Linked DNA regions of Triticum aestivum: region 2 is linked to region 1. The links are chromatin contacts, called in public Hi-C maps. All regions are on one chromosome and are shown on one strand. The core of a region is the stretch at or near the end of the contact, and the rest is flanking DNA. Distances in the headings are between cores, read along the strand shown. Region 1 has its middle 19 kb from the start of LOC123116933. Region 2 holds the start of LOC123113242 (CBL-interacting protein kinase 7).

Region 1 (2,700 bases), core at 189-2,688:
TAAGTCCTCCTTGCCATCGGTTGTCATGCATAAGATTAGGGAAGAGGGGAAGGACTAGATCCTCGCCGGTGCTAAAAATCTGGCGGAACTTTTAGGTTGATCCTCTTTCCCCTTTGTCGGGGGCGGTGTTCGCCCCCTTCCTCATTTTTTTTTGTTTTTGGCTCTTGCCATACCCCTGTTTGCTTCTCCTATATCAATATAAGAAAAAAACATTTTTGCCCGTTTAAAAAAAACGGGTGTCCGTGTCCGATAATAAGCACTAGCAGGTTAGTGAAGCATAATCCTCGAGTGCCCGCCAAAATTTTACGGAGGGGCGTTTTGGGCAATTATACGGGGTCATGTAAAAAAAATCGGGTTTACGAAGCTATTGGAGGCAGTGGCGGAGGCAGTGGCGGAGACAGGGGGACCAGCAGGGGCCCTGACCCCCCCCCCCCCCCCCCTAACATCCCTTATTTAAGCCTAATATGCATGTGAGCAAGTAACTATCTGCTGTTAAAATGGTGTACCTTGATGTGTTGGCCTTCCCTAACAAAGCTTAATAGCTTTCGGCCCTCCTCATTTCATTTTCCTGGCTCCGCCACTGATTGGAGGCCCTTTTTTGCCTCAACTTTCTGTAACGGTAGTTATTTTGAAGGACACTGGAGCTATTAGCGTTGCTCTAACGTTGATGATGCTTTAGTTTGGAGCATAGTTACGCATATTTATGCAGTATAAATGTCTGTATGGCAAAGGCCGCGCGGACTAAACAACTCGCTAACATACAATCGAACAACGGGGTGGAATGCAGCTATCTCTAGCTTAAATATAATGACAGACGGTGACAGGTAAGCTAAGAACCCTACATGATTAGGCATGAATTAACCACACCTTCGTGTAGGCCATCCAATTCGACAGATAGCGATCTCGCGTGAAATGAGAGCCAAGCTTTAGATCCGCATTTCGCTGTCAAGGTTCGGTTGATGGCGGTGTTTAACATTTGATGATGTTGTGGTTCAAGCACAGAATTGACCTGGTGGAGGTCTAGATCCGAGATCTATTAATTCCACGCTCAGAATATTTATTGCAAAGTTGTTAGAGGGCTGACGTAGAGTGATGATGCATGCCTTCAGAAACAGCCCCACTAATTTCGTCGAGCAGTGCATGCAATTGAACTTGAACAGTTAACCATGGCACACTTCCGCTGACGGCGTTCTGCCGGGGAAATGGTCTCGGCTGATGAGTGCTCCGTATTTAGCAGCAATTCAAAGTGTCAACGTTGCTGTTCATGGACAAACCCAAAATTAGTACTCCCTCTGTCAATAAATTCGTATGGGCCACTCGGAGGAAGCAGAAACAAAAATCTTCGGGAGCAAATCTTGACAATTCATGGTTGGCAGTCACCATCGACCCACACTGCGAATCGCACAATGTGTGGTCCGTATCATCTGAGGAACAACAGCGATAAATATCTCGTGGGTAGGGCGGTCCGGCGAATTTGTCAATGGAGCCCATCGCCGTTGTTCGCTACTGTAAACACTAAATTAGAACGTGCTTAAAGGACAAAGATACGAACCAGAAAGATTGAGCCAATCGGGCGCCTTGTTTTCGTCTCAACAGCGTCCCTGTAATCGGGCCTACAGCCCCTGGGTTTTTGCTTAAACAAAGACAAATGGTGTTAGGGAAAGCAAAGCTCCATTGGTGACTATACTTGTTTTTATATGAAATTTTCTAGGTAGTGGCCAAGCCACCGGCCGGCACCTGCTCCGGCCAGGCTGGTGGTTGAGCCTCCCTCGCCCCCCGTCAAGATCTTTTTCCCCGGGGAAGAATGGTTCTGGCCTTGTAGAGACGCATATGGTAAATGATCCTATACTATTGTGAGCACTTTGTACGTATGTAATAATATTATTGTAGGGCACCACTACAGGTGGATGTACGAGCTATGTTGCAAAAGCATGCCTGCACTACGGTACAAACAATGAGTCATCAAGTTTTTATTTTCTACGTGGGGCTTTTCTTTCCTCTCTCCAAGGCGATTTGGGAAAGTCTTCCTCCCTTCGATCTTCGCCGGTGAACCTGTGGATTCGTCTCCCTCTCTGTCTGCCGCTCCGGCGGCCGGTGGCATGGAGGAGAATCCTGATATCTCGACTCGCACTAGTAAATAGGTAGGATTTTAATCCTCGTAGGGGCATCGTTTAGACGGATGGCGGCGCTCCTTATTCGAGTCAGTCTTTCCGGCTCCGATCCTCCTCAAGTTCATCCGTTGGGACGGATTAGACGGAGCTTCGACATTGATTCCTGCCCGCTTCTTGGGACGGTGAGTTAGGGTTTCTCGCCATGCATATGCAACGGCGATATTTGGTGTTAGGTTCTTGAGATCGATTCAAACATTCAACGGCGACGCCTGCGGCTCCAGGGTGCTGGTGATTAGGGGCACGTGCACGAAGACTTTCCGGTTGTCATCGATAAGGTTAGGCCGACTCCAGTATGGGAGCGGCGACAGCGACACGTCGGTGGCTCGTTCTGATGGCGGTAATAGTCGTTGAGTAGTCCATGTACCTCAATATAATTTTTATTATATTTGAGGCGCTTTGTACTTTCGATGAATCTTTATAATACATTTTGATCCTTTTCACAAAAAAATGTTTTTATTTTTTAGAAAAATTAAAGGTTTAAAATGTTTTAACTCTCCATGTAAATCCGATCGCATCAAGCGGGCCATGA
Region 2 (2,700 bases), core at 169-2,668, 61 kb before region 1:
ATCAGATCATACATGTACATCCCCCAACTCCTCCTCACAATTCCTCGCATCCATGCCACGCCATGACCACCTCCCCAAGCTCCGTCCTAAGCGCGTCCCATCCGAACGCCTGGACCTCCTCCTCGTCGCCTGCCTCCAGCCGAAGCTCGACGAGCATCAGGGGCGGCGCCACCTCCGACATCTCCATGGACATGGCCACGAGCCCCGACAGGCCGCCCAGTGGCAGCCGCTCTACTCCTTTCTTGCCCACCATGAAGTAACCGAGCTTTGCGCCCGAGTGCCCGAGCTGCTCGACCATCTGCTCCGGCGACGCCGTCGTCATGAACCGCTTCTCCCGGCTCCGCCGGTTCTCGCCGAAGAGTCCCGACAGGTCGAGCCCCGGCGACATGCTTATGATGTCGAACGCGTTGAGCGTCGGCGGGGCCTGGAACAAGAGGTCGCGCTCCGGCGCGCCGCCGAGGAGGCTGCCGAGCTGCGAGTCCAGGCTGAGCGACCGTTTGAACCACGGGTGGCTGGAGAGCTCGGCGACCGTGAGGCGGGTGGCTGGGTTTGGGTCGAGCAGGCGGCTCACGAGGCGTCGCGCCGGCTGGGACACCCACTCCGGGAGCGTGTACTCGCGGCGGTGCGCCTTCCTGCACATCTCGGCGATGTTGGAGTCGTCGAACGGCAGGCGGCCGGCGAGGAGGACGTAGAGGATGACGCCGCAGGACCATGCGTCGGCCTTGACGCCGTCGTAGGCCTTGCGGCGGAGCACCTCGGGCGCGGCGAAGGCGGGCGTGCCGCAGGCGGTGTGCAGGCGGCCGTCGTCGCGGTGGGACTCCGGGAGCGCGGCGAGGCCGAAGTCGCAGACCTTGAGGTTGCCGTCGGCGTCGATGAGGACGTTCTGCGGCTTGACGTCGCGATGGGAGACGCCGCGCGCGTGGCAGTAGATGAGCGCGGAGACGAGCTGGAGGAAGACGCGGCGCGCGGCGTGCTCGGGGAGGCGGCGCGACGGGAGCGAGGCGAGCCTGGAGAGCAGGTCGCCGCCGGGGGCGAGCTCCATGACGAGGTAGACCTTGGAGCGCGTGGCGAGCACCTCGTGGAGGCGCAGCACGTTGGGGTGGCGGAGGCGGCGCATGGCGGAGACCTCGCCGAGCACGCGCGCGTCCATGCCGGCCGTGGCGGCCAGCTCGGGCTTGTCGAGCACCTTGATGGCCACGGCCTCGCCGCCGACGAGGGAGCGCGCGTGGTAGACCTTGGCGAAGGTGCCGCGGCCGAGGAGGCGGCCGAGCTCGTACTTGCCGAGCAGCGGGGCGGCGTGCTTGCCTGCCTTGCTCTTGGCGACGGCCATGGGCGGCGGCGACACCGAGGCGAGAGCGGGCGGGATGCTCTGGCTGGCGTGGCGGGCTACGCGGTGGTGCTGTGGTTTACAGGGGGCGTCGGTATATATTGGGGCGACCGTGGTTGGGCTCCTCACGTTGTTTATGCCCTAGTGGGCTCTCTGTTTTTGTCTCTAGCTTTTGTATTAGTGCTGGCAGAAGAGTGTTTACTTCTCGTGCATTCGCCTCGGAGAAACAAATAGTAATTGGACCGTAGATATTACTACATAATATTCGTTTTATTAAGCATAATAAAACTAGATCTTCTTCATTGGCAGCAAGATATGGTCCGGCCGAAGCTGGACTTCACAGGTCACGGTGAGGACTGAGCTGTCAGTGTGCTTTCACCTGGATATATATTAGATCTACGTGTGATAAAAATCCTTTATAAAATATCAAGTGTAAAATATACTAATATATATGCCAAAATCCGATAAAAAAATATCTGCGCCAAGTTGTCTTTTACCTCATCAAGTATAGATTTCATCTTGTACTATTTTCTTTCTATTTCATTTCATTTCTGCAAACATGCCAGACCTTACACTCGAACTAAACGCAGAATCGTCGGTTTGTATCCAAGTACATAAATAAATAAAGGCGCACGCCTGACAAACTGTCTAATTAACGTTCAATAATTCTTCTAAAAAGATGTGCAGTGAAAATAGCTTTATTTGGAAAAAAAGCAAGTAACTGACAACTTTTATTTCTTTTGGAAATGGAGTGTTGCTGTGTAGTGAGAAGTTGTGAAAAAAGATCTCACTGTAGAAGCTACCGGCCTATGCACAAATTTGTTGGTTTGTGGGGAGGGGGAGGTGTTCCCGTCCCTGCTGGTGTCACTCAATTTGCACGTATATCGGCATGTCGGCCCTTGCTATTGCCGGGGGCCAAGAGAGAAAGGCAGTAGCTGCTGGTGGGGCTGGGTCCCGGAGCGTAGGAGGGAATCATCCCCCATGAACCGCGAAGCTGGGCTTTGCTGTACTAGTGGACGCGGAGAGGAAGGGAAGGGGCGCAGAAATATCAGGAGAACCACGCCGATCGAGGTGGCGCAGACTTTTTCCGCGAAAGGGGACGGCGGCTAGGGGAGATCTACCGCCGTGTGGCCGCGCGGCTGGTTCCAGTCGCGCTCCAGCGCGGTGCACTGGCTGGCCGTCTGGCGTGTGCCAGAGGTCAACAGCGGCCGTGCTCCCGTCGCCTGCGGCAGCCGGAACCTTCACGATTGGAACATCTCTGGCCAGCCACCTGAGATGGGCGCAGCGCTTCGTTTCCCACCCTGCGAAATTCTCGATTTTCTTTCATTTTTCTCGGTTTATTCGTTGACATTAATTACACGATTTGGACGCAT

What was found. Hi-C and Micro-C count contacts between places; a contact is called where the count stands out from the background.
Region 2: a contact with region 1 is called in a Hi-C map of leaf, with 7 times the contacts expected there. The contact joins the promoter of LOC123113242 here to the enhancer-like site in region 1. A contact is called at or near these places in 3 of 5 Hi-C or Micro-C datasets (leaf and root).

Annotation. Positions count from the first base shown.
Region 1 is chr5B:562,962,824-562,965,523 of IWGSC CS RefSeq v2.1, reverse strand. No RefSeq gene overlaps it. Among protein-coding and RNA genes, the nearest start is that of LOC123116933, 19 kb to the right of the region's middle. Within about 2 kb of position 1,438, at least 2 of the 8 cell types and tissues checked have an H3K27ac peak or open chromatin away from gene starts, as enhancers often do. A contact at or near this core is called in leaf, where this site is marked.
Region 2 is chr5B:563,023,973-563,026,672 of IWGSC CS RefSeq v2.1, reverse strand. LOC123113242 (CBL-interacting protein kinase 7) reads right to left here and starts at 1,418. Exons shown (of 3, transcript XM_044534434.1): 1 at 39-1,418. The coding sequence starts at 1,330.